4 separate regions of the Mus musculus genome follow, and regions 2, 3 and 4 are each linked to region 1. Evidence: chromatin contacts called from public Hi-C and HiChIP or PLAC-seq data. All regions are on one chromosome and are shown on one strand. Each heading gives the region's core, a stretch centred on a gene start, on an enhancer-like site or on the middle of the called end of the contact. The rest is flanking DNA. Distances are from core to core; before and after follow the strand shown.

The links. A called contact is a pair of places that touch in the nucleus more often than the background predicts. HiChIP or PLAC-seq counts read pairs in DNA pulled down with a chosen protein or histone mark.
Region 2: a Hi-C map of CD8 T cells shows a contact between it and region 1, with 2.2 times the contacts expected there. The contact joins the promoter of Ppp2r3a here to the enhancer-like site in region 1. A contact is called at or near these places in 2 of 39 promoter capture datasets (embryonic stem cells and pre-B cells), 8 of 484 Hi-C or Micro-C datasets (CD8 T cells, Th1 cells, bone marrow-derived macrophages and 4 more), 9 of 115 datasets of contacts at active chromatin or transcription factors (astrocytes, bone marrow-derived macrophages, double positive thymocytes and 6 more) and 4 of 9 other capture datasets (adipose tissue, embryonic stem cells, liver and 1 more).
Region 3: a contact with region 1 is called in an H3K4me3 HiChIP or PLAC-seq map of embryonic basal ganglia, with 7 times the contacts expected there. The contact joins two enhancer-like sites. A contact is called at or near these places in 8 of 115 datasets of contacts at active chromatin or transcription factors (astrocytes, embryonic basal ganglia, embryonic forebrain and 5 more) and 1 of 9 other capture datasets (embryonic stem cells).
Region 4: a contact with region 1 is called in a Hi-C map of cortical neurons, with 4 times the contacts expected there. The contact joins two enhancer-like sites. A contact is called at or near these places in 2 of 484 Hi-C or Micro-C datasets (both in cortical neurons), 5 of 115 datasets of contacts at active chromatin or transcription factors (embryonic basal ganglia, embryonic midbrain, embryonic stem cells and 1 more) and 1 of 9 other capture datasets (embryonic stem cells).

The regions. Positions count from the first base shown.
Region 1 is chr9:100,444,694-100,448,460 of GRCm38.p6, forward strand. No RefSeq gene overlaps it. Among named protein-coding and RNA genes, the nearest start is that of Gm28166, 3.4 kb to the right of the region's middle. Within about 2 kb of position 1,463, at least 112 of the 459 cell types and tissues checked have an H3K27ac peak or open chromatin away from gene starts, as enhancers often do. A contact at or near this core is called in CD8 T cells, Th1 cells, adipose tissue and 10 more, where this site is marked.
Region 2 is chr9:101,250,389-101,254,432 of GRCm38.p6, forward strand. It overlaps Ppp2r3a (protein phosphatase 2, regulatory subunit B'', alpha), which reads right to left and starts at 1,444. Exons shown (of 14, transcript NM_001161362.3): 1 at 1,274-1,444.
Region 3 is chr9:99,797,075-99,801,001 of GRCm38.p6, forward strand. No RefSeq gene overlaps it. Among named protein-coding and RNA genes, the nearest start is that of Gm23949, 49 kb to the left of the region's middle. Within about 2 kb of position 2,542, at least 72 of the 459 cell types and tissues checked have an H3K27ac peak or open chromatin away from gene starts, as enhancers often do. A contact at or near this core is called in embryonic basal ganglia and forebrain, where this site is marked.
Region 4 is chr9:99,683,901-99,687,511 of GRCm38.p6, forward strand. No RefSeq gene overlaps it. Among named protein-coding and RNA genes, the nearest start is that of Cldn18, 24 kb to the right of the region's middle. Within about 2 kb of position 1,836, at least 15 of the 459 cell types and tissues checked have an H3K27ac peak or open chromatin away from gene starts, as enhancers often do. A contact at or near this core is called in cortical neurons, where this site is marked.

The DNA of each region.
Region 1 (3,767 bases), core at 213-2,712:
TTCACAGTGGAGACACTCTGGGTCCTGCTCCATCCTCTTTGGTCTTTCCCTATCTGGCGTCTGCAGGCTTTGATCCTGGTGGTCAGCATGTGATCCACTTCTACACTTTAATCCCTACAAGAAGAAGGCAGAGGTCATGTCTCATCAGTCTTGGACAGGACTGAATACTTGAACAGTCTTGCTCATTTTCCCAAGTTCCAGTCAGGCTACCCAAATCCCTGTGAGCCCATATCACGCATTCCTAGCTCTCACTAAGCCCTTCCTCTTATTGCTCCCAACCCCTGTCATATTTATGGTGCCTTCTACTTGACAGAGAGAGAGAGAGAGAGAGAGAGAGAGAGAGAGAGAGAGAGAGAGCACAAAATGGCTTATCAGATGTGCCCACATCCCAGTTTGTTCCCGATCCAAAATGCTCTGCCTTGTCCTCAACTAGAGTTAAATGATGCTGCACATGACGCCATGGTGCCTGCATTTACTACATATCTAAGAGAAAGGACTCTTCTACCTAAGTGTTTTTAATTTTTAGTTCCTTTCCCCTTCCTGTTGTAGATTGTAGCAGCAATGAACAATAAACAAGGTAAGGTACCCAACATCAAAACCCAAGGAGTAGAATAGGCAAGCATATCACTCTCTCCTCTCCTCTCCTCTCCTCTCCTCTCCTCTCCTCTCCTCTCCTCTCCTCTCCTCTCCTCTCCTCTCCTCTCCTCTCCTCTCTGCCTCTCAGTCACTGTTTCTCTGTCTCTCTGTCTCTCTCTACCCCCCCCACACACACACGCACACACGTACACACATTGCATCGTGTGAGTTTTTCCTGAGGAACCATAATATAAATGTCTATTCACCCCAGAAACAGATGGAAAACCAAAATAATGATTCGAGTGAAGTCCAACTTGGTGGACCAGAGAGTTTATCAGGGTTCCTCGCAGGAGCACAGGGAGGAGTCTCTTAGAAGGGCAGGTAGAACTCCAAAGCAGCTACATTATGGGAAAGCCCACCGAGTATGGGCAGCAGCTCACAAAGGCTGCAACCACGCTAGTTCTCTGCACAGCTTACAGACAGCCTCAAGGAAGCTCTCTGGTTCTCCTGGCAACTGTTTACTGAAACTTACAACCTTGAGCTGGGACCTTGTGGATCTTATTTTCTGGGCTCCCTCACTCTTGTAAATTTGGCCAGCTTTCTAAGTCTTTTGCTTCTCATTCCCTCCAGGAGGGAATGTTTTAATTAGGAGAAAATAGCTACGGACAGACCCAAGCTGGTGATGCCATCCTAATGTAAGAGGAAAATTTTAGAAGCAAAGCATTGCAGCCCTGAGTGGAGAGTGGAGGAATTTGGCCAGAACTTTTTTTAAGAAGATGAAAGATGCCTGGAGTCTGTTTATAAGTTGCAGTGACAACCCCCATTGCAACCCCTGGAGGGCGCAGCCAACATTCACCCGCGTTGGCGTTGGCGTTGGCGTTGGCGTCCAGGAAGGTGGCGCTGAGCACACACTGAGAGTGTCCGCCCTCCAGTCCTGCCCGGGTCCAGGCTGTACATTCGGTTCCTCCACCGGGTCCGTGCTCTGCAGCGACATTTCTGCAGCCCACGCAGGACTCGCGTCCTCAGCCTGCCCACAGAGCATCGCTTGGCCACCATACTACTCAGTAATAATCTCATACATCAAAGCTAGGAGAGCCAGGCCCTGCCTAGGAGCGACTGCGGTCGGCATGGAATATCATTAGTAGGAGCCTCGTGCTCCTCGCCTTCGTATGCAAACTCCCGGGCTCCCTAGAGTACTTCCTGAGGAAAGTGCTCTGCACCACGGACATTTGTTATTTTACAGGAGAGGACTCAGAAAATCCGCAGGGACCCAACCAAATCAACCGATGGTCCTGAACCGACTACCACGGCCTCTATTGACACCTAGTGGCAACCGCTGGAATGACAGCTGGCTCTGGCGCACCCTCCAAAGCTGCTTTGGAAAAAGCCAAATATTGCTAATACAGGTAATTTACAAATATTCAAAAGGAGGACAGAGGGAAGAAAAAAATTTTGCTTTCACTATTTCTTTGAGGATCTATGAACCATAACATCATGGTTAAATATTTTAACTTGGAAAAGGGAAGGAGATATCGAAGGAGAATTGAAGTCCTAGCCATCCATGTCAGGAAAAAAAAGCTGGGTCACAAAGAAAAGAAAACAGAGGGACAGACTGGAGAGGCAAATGAGACCCAATGAGACAACACACATGCTCTCATTCCACACATACATGACTGTGTAAAGGCCTTTGCAAGCCAAGCATAGAGACACACATCTGTAATCCCAGCCTTGGAAGGCTGAAGCAGGAGGACTGTCATGAGTGTCAGGCAAGCCTGGACTATAAATAAAGACCCCATATCAAATTTTAAGAGAGAGAGAGAGAGAGAGAGAGAGAGAGAGAGAGAGAGAGAGAGAGAGAGAGAGAGAGACAATGCAGGCCAGACATGGTGGTGCACAGCTGTAATCCCAGCACTTGGAGAAGCTGAGGTGCCAGGAACACCATTTCAAAGTTAGCCTGAGCTACAGAAGAAGAAGAAAGAGAGAAAAAGAAACAAAGAAAGATGGGGAGGGAGGAAAGGGGGAGGAGAAGGGAGAGAAGAGAAGAGAAGAGAAGAGAAGAGAAGAGAAGAGAAGAGAAGAGAAGAGAAGAGAAGAGAAGAGAAGAGAAGAGAGAAAGACAGAGACAGAGGGAATGTCATTGCAGCAATATTTAGGATAGCAGATCCTGGCATGCTGTATAAATAAATGTATATACCTAACATAACACATTCCATGCAACAAGATTCAAGTCCACAAAAGAGAGCTTTTGCTATTTCGTGACTCCGTCCTCCACCAGCTTGCCTGGTGGGTGCGCACACGCATGTGTTAGAGTACATGCACTTTTGTGTCATTCCTCAGGAGTTATCCACCCTTTTATTGAGACAGAGTCCCTGGCTGGCATGGAATTCACCAAGCAGACGAGGCTGCCAGGCCTCTACTTGTCTCCACCTCCCCAACATGGGGATTCCATGTGTGCACATGGGTTCTAGGGATCAAACGCAGACCCTCGTGCGTGCTGATAGAGCTGTCTCCCCCGCTCTTTATTCATTCTTAGTACAAAGAATGTGGTTTCCTGTGAGAAGTGGGAAGAGGTGGGGAGGGGAGGAAGAGAGAGGGGAGCCAAGCCGAGGCTGTCACTCCTCTCAGTTTGGAGTCTGCTGCCGAGGAGACTTGGTGTGTGCTCACATCTTAGTCTCAGTAGGATGACTACAGTCCTTTCTCAGACAGAGTAGACAAACCCATTTTGGGATGGCATGGTTTTCCCTGGGTGATGGGAGGACTTCATGGTTGTGTGACTTTAGCAGAAATCCATTCCTTCCTGTCCCGGCTGCTTCTTTCCAGGCAGTTGATGCAGGGAAGACTCGTTCAATAGCCTGAAAAACCTCAGTGCTCTGGGCCTGATGCCTGAGAGACTAGATACAAACCGCAGGTGCGAGCACTGAGGTCTCGTCTGCCCTCCAACGGGCTCGGAAGCCCCTGTGCCAAGGGTACAGCTCACAAGCTCCCTCTCCTGTGAGCACATTGTCCGTCCAGCCTGCTTAGCTGGTCAGCCCAAGCCCGAAGCCTACAGAATCTATGGGAAAGGAGTGGGGCTGTAAAGATGGCTCAGTGGTTAAGTCCCTGGCTGTTCCTCCGGAGGATCCAGGTTCAATTAGTGGTGAACCTGGGTCCTGTGACTCACGAGCATCTGCAACATCACATGGTGACTCGCA
Region 2 (4,044 bases), core at 194-2,693, 810 kb after region 1:
GATCCATTTTTCCCCTCTCACGAGTATCTCATGCCATAAGTTTTGTCAGAAGTGGTGAGACAGCCTTTTGAATGCAATAAACGTGAATAAATTGCATGCAAATCAGGAGCCGTCTACAGATTTTTAAGAACGCTTTCAGTAATCGTCATGGAGACCAGTGAAAGAAACTGAGATAATTTTTAACGATGCCAAGGAAAGCCCTGTGTTTACTACAACACGAGCCTGCTGCCTGCTTAGCTGGACGCCCATGCTCTGACCTAGTATGGCAATTCTTAGGGTCCCTGTGCTTGATGCTCTGTTTACAAGAAACTGAGGCCAGACACTAAGGAAGAACAAAGAAAAATGCCTGGCACCAAAGAGGCGGGGGACGTTTTGTACATAACTGAAGATCCGTGGAGGAACTCTTTTCCAATTTTGAAAGGCACTACAAATCATCCTCTCCGCTTACGTGTTCAAGCATTTATTCTATGTTCTTAAACTATTTTCTACAAAGAAAATACCTTATAATTTACAAACAGCAATTTGTCCTCCCCCCTCTGCATCTGCAGACCATCAAGCGGGATAAAATTTCCCTAGGCTTTATCAGAGTGGGAGGAATGGAAATAATGTGAGCACAACACAGTTCCGATGCAACATCAACTCCAAGCCGGGCCAGCTGGTTTCCATCGAGCGGTCCCCAAGGAGAACGCCCCTCAAGCCTGCAGCCCGGCCGGCGCGACCGTGGGACCGGCTGAGGTGCTCGCAGCTCAGCCACTCGGTCGCCCGATACCTTTGTTTCAGGTGCCCCTGTGCCCAGAGTGGCTGGGATCCCGCCCGCAGCCCCGAACTGGTGACACATCCTTCTTTGGCCAAGTCGGGCCGAGGCCGGGCAGGGGGCGGGGAAGGAAAATAAAGCCTCAGCGCCTAACGACGTGACTCTCAGTTCTTCCAGAACCTTGGCATTTGCTGCCCTGCCAAGCTTTCCTGTTAACGAGTTCCCGGCCCGGGCGTCCCGCGAGGTGGGAGGCGCCGGCCATCCGGCCCCCTGGCCTCCTCCGCGGAGCTCCCGGGCCACCGTTCTCCACGGCCGCCAGCCCCGGGAGTCCTCTGGCGTGGCGTGCCTGCGCTCCACCAGGAGTCCCTTCACCGCGCGCGGCCCCTGCGGCCAGGCCAGACCCCGCCCCCGGCCCCGCCCGCCCCGGTCTCTGTGCGCCGCCCCTCGGCCTCGCCAGCCCGTGGAGGGCCGGGGGCTCCCAAGGAGAACCGGCCTAAGGCCCCGCGTCTGTGCGCCTACCTCAGTGCCCGCTGCTCCTCCTCCCGCGGCTGCCTCGGCTCGCAGGCGACGCGCACACGCCACCCCGGCTTCCCGCAGCGCGGGGTCTGGGCCGCTTACGCCGCGCGTGAGGAGCCGAGGCCTGAGCGCGCCCCGCCCAGCCGCCCAGCAGCTTAGCTGCCCGCCAGCGCCACAGCCCCGCCCACTAGCGCCACAGGCCCGCCCACCAGACACGCCCCCTCGGCCCCGGCCCCGCCCACCTGGCCGTGCTGGGTTCCTCCCACTCTCCTTCCTCCGAAAGGGGGCCCTGAGGGGCACTGCGAGAGCCGTCGCCTCGGCCGCCGCTGTGATTTACTTAGTGTAATGGAGAAGGCTATTCGCACTATTTGGGGACTGAATTTCATGTTAAGAGTATACACTTTATGATGGCCGTCATTATTTTTATTACCCTTCTTACTGTCCTCTTCGATAACTGTCCTGCTCTTCCGGGAGGCTATCCCATCTGACTACAGTCTACACTCTTACTGTGGCCCACACCAGCATGCTCCTATTCGCTCAACCCAAGTTGTGTGAATTTTGAACGAAGAGTTTATTTATTTATTTATTTTAAGCGAATTGTTAACAGAATAAAAATTGTTAAATAAACAAAGCTATGTAAAACAAATGCACAACTTAATGGAGTGTTCTGAAACATTTGCAATTTTGATTTCTTAAGCTTTGACCCTAGCTAAAATAATAAGCGAGGTTTGCTTTTACTAAAAGTGGGAAATAAATGGGCTGACTGGGCTAGGGATGTAACCCCGTTGGTATAGTAAACGAGGATAAAACCACATAAACTGGGAGAGGTAATGTATGTCTGCAAAGCTCTGCAGAGGTGGAGGAGGCTAGATAGAGAACAAGAAGTTCCAAGTGTTTGAACTTTGGTGACATTGCTGCTACTTTGAGGCCAACCTGGGCTACATGAGTACCACAGCTAAACAATAAAAATAATGCAGTTCAATTCTAAATTAAAAAGTCAATCAATCATTATGTAAGCACATAGGTAAAACAAGCAAGCCAGTCAGGGGAAGGAACAGTACGTGACATTTGGTCACGTAGAGGTGAAGAACCAGATGTAGATAAGACTTTAAAGAGCCAGGCATTAGGCAAACTGTGAGAACAGGCTCTGCGTACGTGTTTTATCTCTTCCTTTCTGTCAACATTTCTTAGCAAAACAACAGTTGCTTACAGAGTGCCTTATGTGTACATGTGAAATCATATGTGATGTGTACATACATTTAGGTATAGATGGTGCATACAAAATGTATACAATTTCACATTCTGTAGCTATGTGTAAGGTTGATTATAAGAAATATATTTTTATTTTTAAAAGAAAAATGTATATAAAATTGCCTCAAACAGGCTCTACATCCTGAGTCATTTCACCAAGTTAATCTTTTTAATAGCTAGAATGTGGTCTTCGTTGTCTTGAAAGAAGAAAAACCATCACACACCCAACTTTATACTTTCCTATTTTAAAAGTCCTTCACCATACCGCGTTGAATATCTTCTTTTGTGTCAGAACAATCCTGTGAAGAAGGAAGGGCAAGACACAAAGAAGTGACAAAGGTCACAGAACAGTTTTTGATGGTAAGGACAGGAAGTACACAGAGAATCACAGAACTTCAACACCTTACCCCCTGCCTTTACCTTTGGACTCCTGTGGGGCCTTTGCCCTCCATTTACTTACACAGTCCACTGGAATGAAAAGGACATAATCCCTCCTGGGTGTGGAGGAGCATGCCTGCAATTCTAGAAGATTAGAAGTTCAAGGCTGGCTACGGGTCATAACAAGTCAGCTAGCCTGGGCTGCATGAGAATCTGTCTCAATAAGTAGGAAGTAAATAAATAAAACCCCTGTTCCAGAAAAGGACACAATTTCATGCCTGGAAATTTGATTCAATACAATAGAACCATCCTCTATCTTAGTGAATTACCAACTTATCACAGTTATTGAACTCCAGTCTCTAAGGAAGGTGTTATGGATAGAATGTACAGTCTTTGTGCATAGTCAAGAAATAAAGAAATATTTGAGAATAAATGAGAAATTTGTTATCATAATAGAGGAATAGTCTTGAACAGAGTTCTTTTGTGGTAGGGAGAGAAAATGGTATACATTTTCTCAGGGAAGGGGACATCTGAACAACTTTATGATGAAAAAATATACAGCAAGAATAATGTCAAATATCGTATGGTTTTGTTGCAAACATACAGAGTAAAAAATTCAGAAATAGAAAGAACAAGAAATGTTGTGCACTTTCACTCAAATTTAACAATTATTACTCTTTGGCTAATTTGTTCCATCTGTATGTTTTCTTTGCTTCTCTGGGTTATTTTGAAGAAACTCATATTCAGAGTATTATTTCACCTGTAAATATTTCACTCTGCATCATTAACTGGTAAGACCTACTTTAAAATACAATCACAAAATTACTAAGGAATCTATTTCAATTAATGATTTCTAAAGATGTACAGTTTCTTAATATATGATGTGGTATTCAAACTTTCCACACATGTTTTATAAGAGCTATTTCTACAATGGAAGACTCAGGCAAAGTCCTCCCAATGCATTTGGCTATTCTCCCTCTTTAAAAAAAAATTAGAAATTTTTACTTATATGCTTATCTATCAGTGCTGGGTATTGAACCCAGGGCCTTGTGCATGCTAGCTAGGCAAGTACTCTACATAGAACCAAACTTCCAGACCCAGCATTGGATTAGTCTCTTAAATGTTCTTCATTCCTTGAACCTTAA
Region 3 (3,927 bases), core at 1,292-3,791, 650 kb before region 1:
CTCCTCCTCCTCCTCCTCTTCCTCATTATTCTTATTGGCCAGCTTTGTTTGTAGCACAAGGACATGAAGAAGACATTCTTCCCCTTCTCCAGTCATTGTCACTAATTGAAATGGGAAACAAGACAACGCTCCAGAAGAAAAGCTTATTATGGGCTGCCTTGTTGGAAGAAAATGAATCACCTAAGCAGATAGGTTTCCATGATCTCAGGCAAACCTCACTCTTTATTCTATACAACCCCGTCTAATTGTTCAAGAAATGTTCATCTGTTTCATAATGGAACAGCTACAATGGAAGTGTTGTGAAATCACTGAAAAGTTTATTCAAGGTTTGTTCCTGAAAGCCTAGCCACAATGCGTGGGCTTTGGGGAGTTAATAGAATTGGCTCTCATTGAAATTGTGCGGATAACAAATTTCCCTAACATGCATCCTTTTAAATATGCGTGTTGATGGAAGTCTGAATTGGCATTTGGCAGATGCAAAGCACTAACAAAAGAGGTGAATTCCCAGCTCTGCTGTTAGCCGCTCCCTGGTTGCTCTGTCCTCAGAGTAGAACACTAGAGACACCCAGGGTTCCCATGACACCAAGCCGCTTGTAAACATGGGGATATTGAACGCTGTCCTCAAAGTACAAAGACACAGAGAGGGGAGAGAAAACCATCCCACGAAGCCCAAAGAAAAACACCCAGGCAAGGATGAATGGGCAGACACACAATGCAGCAAAGGACAAGCCATCCTGGTACGAAATTCCTTCCAGTGAATGATATTGGGATGGAGAGGCAGCTCAGTGACGACATAATTGTTTAGCATGGATATAGCTTGTACCCAGTACAAAAAAAAATTAAGCGAAGAAAAACATATAAACAATATGTCTGATGTCTAGACTTTTATATACTACTTAGTTCTTGATGACTAGCAGTTGGAATATATTTCTGCCCTTGGCAAGTCGAGTTTGATCCATTTGTTTACCCATTCTCTGAACAAATACATGCATTTGGACTGCAGCCATTGAAAGGTGCTGAAAGTCTTAAGGTATCAAATAGAGGAAAGATCTGTGAGCTGAGGGCATGTGTAGAAAAGGGGGAAAATTTCCAAGTTTGACATCTGGGGAGCCGATTTGGCATTGGTTCTTTGCCTCTGTGCACCTTCTGTGTGTCCTCTGAGTCTTACTTAGAACCCCCCTTTCTAGAAACTTCCCTTGGATTGTTAAGCAGTGAATGTAAGGGTCGTTCTCTTTGCTTCATTTAACATTCCTAGGTACCACAGTACCAGGGGCCGTTGTAACCCGATTTTTTTCCCTTTCTATTCCCATAATAAAGAAATACATGGTGGATTACACACTACGTTTTCTTAGCAGTCTGCCCACTGACAGGCGAAATCTCTGTCCCCTGGAAGGCTCCATGACTGCTTTTACTAATACAATATAGCAGGTATGATGCTCAGGCCACCACCTTCAATCTACTTGAATGTGCACTCATTGGAGGCTGTGTTGCCCTTTTGATAAAACTGCACGTAGGTAACCAGGTTGACAGTCCTGGATGAGCCCAGTTTTCTAGCCATCCTTTCCTAGGTATAAGAGAAACAGACAAAACCATCTTGGGGGTCTTCATAATTTGGATATTAAAAACAATGATATTGGTTTACCATACAAAGCAAGTAGGTCACACACATGACCCCTGCATGAAATTAAAAATAAAAACCAAACAAACCATGAAGTACAATCAAATGCTTTCGGCTCCTAAGTTTTGAGGTAGTTTATCGCTCAGCAGTAATAGGGACCAAGAGCACAGATGTCAGTGCTCCGACCCCCTCTCCAGTGCAGTCTTTTTATTTGCTTCCTCTACTTATGCCAGCATTCACCTGATTTCATTAACAGCATAAGATCATTTTGGTGGCCCTGGTGTAGCCAGACAGCCATGGAATGATGGCTCTTCTACTTAACACAGGAAGAAGTCATTTTTTTTCCCCTTTCAGAGGCACATCCTTGGGTCAGAAGGGAGTTGTCCACATAATGCTCCGAGTGTGTGCGTGTGCGTGTGCGTGTGTGTCCTGCTTATTGTTAGAGATACATGTTTCACTAGCAAACTTCATTTTCCATCCTCAATAGAGCTTTCTCTTTTTCTTTCAGTGGGGACTATAGAAACCATTTCAAGGCAAAGCCTTGTCTATCGCCTTTGTTTTTCCCTCGTTATTCCGTTGGTGCCTTCACCTGGCATTCGGGGCCAGCATTTCTTGAGGAGGTCGGCATTGTTCCTCCTTCTCGGGCCTGGCAGAACGCTTGAAGGGTCAGTTGGAAATGAAGCTTCTATTATCTGTGATCTGCCTCACCCCCTAAGCTGGTCCAGCCCTACACTAAGGCTCAGCCAAGCATGAAGAAAACTAATTGTCCCCACTCTCTGCTCTGCTGCACACCAACCCCACTGCGAGTGCTTCCCTCAGCCCCCCACCCATCACAGAAAACCTCCTCTAAGCTGAGGAACAGAGGGGCACGTTCCCAGGGACCGACTGCTCTGCTCTGTTCAGCGCGTGGTGCAGGAGCAGCCAGTGACTAGAATCTGTCCCAGAGCTTCTCAGGGAGTTAACAATGTCATGGAAGGGGAGGAGGGAGGGAGAGGAAGCCTCTGGCTGCGTGTTCCCCATAATTGCAATGGGCATAGGAAAGGAGACTAGATTAATTTGCCTGATGAATTATGCATCACTTCCGCATGCCGCCCTCCCAGCTCCAAACCTTTATCGCTCGCATTGCTTGAATCCAGCCACCTCGCCGCCTTGAAAGCTCTTGTCCAAGGAGGACCAGGGAAGCCTTTGGCTCGATCGTTAAGACCATTTAACAGAGTGCTCCAGGGAAGTCTATAGGATTACAGAAATGTGAGCTGTATTAATAAAAACAAACAGGCACGGGCCGAGGGTGATTCATCAGAAACAAGCCCAAGAGCTGTACTATGATAGGAAACTCCGATGTCCTTTTGTAGTCTAGGACCAAATAAAGGTAAACACAGTAGCAGCAATTACTTTGTTAGCCGTGTTTTAACTGACACCACGAGAAAGAAAGTCTTTATTGTCAAATGTATGAGCAACAGGAAGGCCACAGCTGTGGGAATGGCTGGCTGTTAACCGCCTGTTGGCTGCTTTGGTCTCTCAGCTGCTTTCTCTGGTCCGTCAGGTATCTGTTTACCCGGAGAACTTTTCCACTGTGGCTCTGAAAAATCTGACCCTTCCGTGGGTCCTCGCGTGCCCTAAAAGACCTTGCTGCCCCGCTTTCCGGATTGATATGAAAAGACTCCTTTGGAGTAAACGAGAGGCGGTGTTTCTTTCAGAAGGTTGCCCTTGGAGAAGGGGGCGGTGGAGATGGGGGTGGGGGATGGGTAGCTCCTGTCTCAAAACCAAAACAGAACTACTGGAGTGGGACCCAAGGTTTTGCTTTTTCTGGCAGAGCTTAGGTGAGGAGTAAAATTAATCAAAGAAACAGATTCAGTTAATGAAATTAGAGTGGCATTTAACATAAATAAAGCTTTTTTTTTTTTTTTGGAACAGTTGTATTTCCGTTTGCGCCATGCCGTTCATTCGTTATAAACATATCATTTAGTGATTTAGTGCGTGTATAAAGTTTTAACAATTTACAGTAAAGTTTTAGAATCGTTTCATCATCTCAGTAAAAGAAACCGTGTACTCTTTAGCTATGGTCCCAGTTCAAGGCAACTGCCAGTTTGTTTTTGGCCTGTGTATATTTACAAATTCTGATGTTGCATTTAAATAAAACCACAGAGGGCTTCCAGTGGCTGACTTCGGCTAACTTAGCACGATGTTTTTAAGTTTCACCACAGTCCAGCACAAATCGTACTTCATTCTTTTTTTCCGTAGAGGAGTAAGTAAATTTCTGTTGTCTGAATCTACCCAATCAACTGCAATGGCATTGCTTGATGATTTTG
Region 4 (3,611 bases), core at 586-3,085, 760 kb before region 1:
CAGCCTGGTCTACAGAGTAAGTTCCAGGACAGCCAGGGCTACACAGAGAAACCCTGTCTCGGGAAAAAACCAAAAAAAAAAAAAAAAAAAAAAAAAAAAAAAAAAAAAAAGCTAAGCAATTCCAGCCCAGTTTTACTATCAATTTCCAGATTGGCTGGGACCATTCATGTTCTGAACTCAGTTCTCCACAACAGCAGTATGTGTTCTTACACTTTTTTTTAAAGGTTTCCTCATTCTCCTCTTTCTTCTTCTTTTAAATATATATATGCATTTTTGTTTGTTTTGTTCATTTTGAGACAGAATTTCTCTGTGTAGACCAGGCTGGCCTCAAACTCAGATATCCATCTGCCTTTGCCTCCTTGGGAAGAGTACTATGATTAAATGGTGAGTGTCACCACACCTAGCTATTGTCTGTGCATTTTACCACACCACAGTATAATTCCTTCTCTGCAGCTGGAACTTTCCCTCTCTCTCTCTGTCTCTCTTCCTCTCCTTCTTCCTCTCCTCCCCTCTCTCTTCCTCTTCTTTCTTTCTCTTCCTCTCCTCCCTCTTCTACTCTCCTGCCTTTCTCTCTCTTCCTCTCCTTCTCCCTCTCTCTCCTGCCCCCTCTCCTGTTTCTCTCTTTCTCCCCTGCATCTCTCTCCCCTGCCCTTTCTCTGTCTCTTTCTCTCTGTCTCTCTCTGTGTCTCTGTGACTCTCCTCCCAGCCCCACCTCGTGTTTTACACAATGAAAAATCAACCCTGCATTGAAGTTCACTATCATAGTCCTTTGTGGATTGAGGGTGATTTCCTTTGTACAGATTCCTAAGAAATCCTCATGGCCATGGGGTCAAAGAGAAGGAGCAGGTGCAGTGTTGCTGTGTGGCACCAAGGAGGCTGTCAGAGTCACTTACTGTCGGTGAACTCTTGGTAACTCTCTGTGGGGTTCTTTCTACCATTGGCTGTGCCTCTCTGTGGATAAATGAATGGGGTTGATGGGTCTGAACTGGTGTGGACTGGCAGCGGGGAAGGATGGGTGTTCTTACAGTCCTCATAAAACACATGGTTGCATCTACTCACAGAAAGCCTCCACTGCCTTTTGGCATGTTTGTTTACAGTCTGACATCCCCCCCCCCGACTCTCTATTAATGATAACTTGGCTCCTAAGACTTGGAATGGGCAAACATTCCTTGTATCATGGAGATTTTCAGGCTGGCTCAGCAGCCTGTGCTCCATTATGGTATTTTAGTCACCCTTCAGCCAAGCTCTATCCTCTTCACAGGGGCATTGCCATGGCAACCTCCCTTCTTTGGCAGTAAATATGGGTGGCAAGTCCTACATGCTTAATATGTTTGATATTTTACTCTCAAGATATTCTTTAGGGGAAGCTCAAATTGGGCCGGCTGAACAAAATAAATAAGATTTTGTCATCAACAAGGGCTAAAGGCGGCAGCTTTGATAACAGGCAAGACCAGGACTGGTCAAAAACTCGAAACCAGGGTGAGCCAGTCACTTCTAGCTGCACTTGAGACAGCAAAGGAATGGGCAAGCACTCAGGCAGAAGGGACACTGACACCCCCGCCCAACCCCCCACCAAATTCGATTAGAGAACCCTCAAAGTCAAGGGGCTTGCAGGGATGAAGTGGATCCAGTCTGAGCTTTCAGCTGCTTCCCCTGGAGGACACAGCTGCTTCTTCCAGACACAGTGCATTTTCGGGGTGTAGGGGAGTCCTGGGGTTTTCCTTGCCCTCAGGGGCAGCATCAAACTACAGTTGTCTTTAGAGCGGCAGCCCTTAGGTGTGCACACACACCACAGAGCATGCTGAGACCTTTTTAGGGGCTGAGTGTTGGCTGGCTCAGGAGGGACAAGCTGGCCACATGCCCTTCACTGCATTGGGCAACTGTGTGCCCTTATGATGCACTTGCCCCTTCTTAAGGGTTTTTGAAATCAGAGAATTAAAACTAAAAAACTGTAGCAAATGTTGTGTTGTGTTTCTTAGCTTCATATCCTTCCTCTCTCCCTTGTTTATTTATCTTTCCCTCCCTTCTTTTCTCCCTTCCAAAGCTTTTATGTGTCCACGTGCATTTTTCCCATTCCTTGGTATCTCTCTTGTGTAGCTGGGAGAGAGTGCGGTGTGGTAGAACACAAGCTTCCCTATTTACTGGCTGGGCAGTCTTGGCATTGCTGTCTAGTTTTCTCGTTGCTGAGAGATTTTCCAGAACACAGGACTTTGGTGCTAAGTCCAGGACAGCCCTGGGATGATAGGACAGTTACTTAGTCAAAATAATTGACCTCTTAAAACTGGTTTCTTTACCTCTGAAACAAAGATGGCAACACCTCATAGGGATCAGGTAAGGACTAGGGTTAGAGTTGGGGGCAGTGTGACATTGGGGCTACAGTAACAGGGTTAGGGCTGTTAGCTAAGGCTAGGGCAGGTTTAGGGCTATGGTTAGGGTTAGGGCTAGAGCCTGGATTAGGGCTAGACTTAGAGTTAGGGCTAGGGCTAAGGCTAGGGCAGGTTTAGGGCTATGGTTAGGATTAGGGCTAGGGATAGGGCTAGGGCCTGGATTAGTGCTAGACTTAGGGCTAAGGTTAGGGCTAGTGTTAGCATTAGGGTTAGGGTTAGTGTTTGAGCTTGGGTTAAGGTTAGGGCTAAGGCTAGGGTTAGGTTTAGGTCTAGGATAGAGTTAGAGTTAAGGTTAAAGTCTGTTAGGAGTAAGGGTAGGATTAAGATTTAGCTATTGTTAGGGTTAAGTTTAGGGTTAGAGCTAGGTTTAGCTATAGGTTAGAAGTTAATATTCAGTTACTTTCAAAAATGCCCCAAACTATTTTTGAGGGATTGTCAGATTCTCAATAGATGCTAATGACCTCAATGTTAATATTGAACTTTTTCTACAGTTTTAAAAGTTCAAAGTGACATTTCACTATCATTGTACTTTTAAATTTTCTGTCTGTCCAAGGCATTGAAGTCTGTTTTTAAGTGATACTTGTTTCCGTGGCTTCCTCTACTGAAACGCCAGCTTCTCCCCCAGCTTCCAAACAACCCGAATGGCTTCTACACAGACACTTAGATGATCCTCTGAAACCTGCCAGGACCCCTAAATCTTCTTTAGAGATACTGTTTCTTCTGCACAGCTCATGTGGGGCCCCTTGTTTGTAGACTCAGTTTAGTGGATTCCAGTTGTTACATGTTTGGGTCTGGCTCTCATCTCTTCCCGGGCTCCCACACAGTTGGATTGGTTTGGCCTCCACCAGCTGCCAGCAGTAGGTTTCCTTCCTGGAAACATCCCAACATTTTTCTACTTGTCTGGTTCTTCTGTCCAGGAAATGGTGTTGGGAGCTGGTGGGAGTGGACTGAAGGCGAAGATTATGCGGTCTCTCTGAGCAGTCAAAAGGGTTAACTGGCGGGCTGGAGAGATGGCTCAGCGGTTAAGAGCACTCTGGCTGCTCTTCCAGAGGTCCTGTGTTCAATTCCCAGCAACCACATGGTGGCTCACAACCATCTGTAATGGGGTCCGATGCCCTCTTCTGGTGTGTCTGAAGATAGAGACTGTACTCACATGCATAAAGTAAATAAATAAATCTTTAAAAAAAAGGGTTAACTGGACTCCTTGGTTCTTGTTTTGGTCCT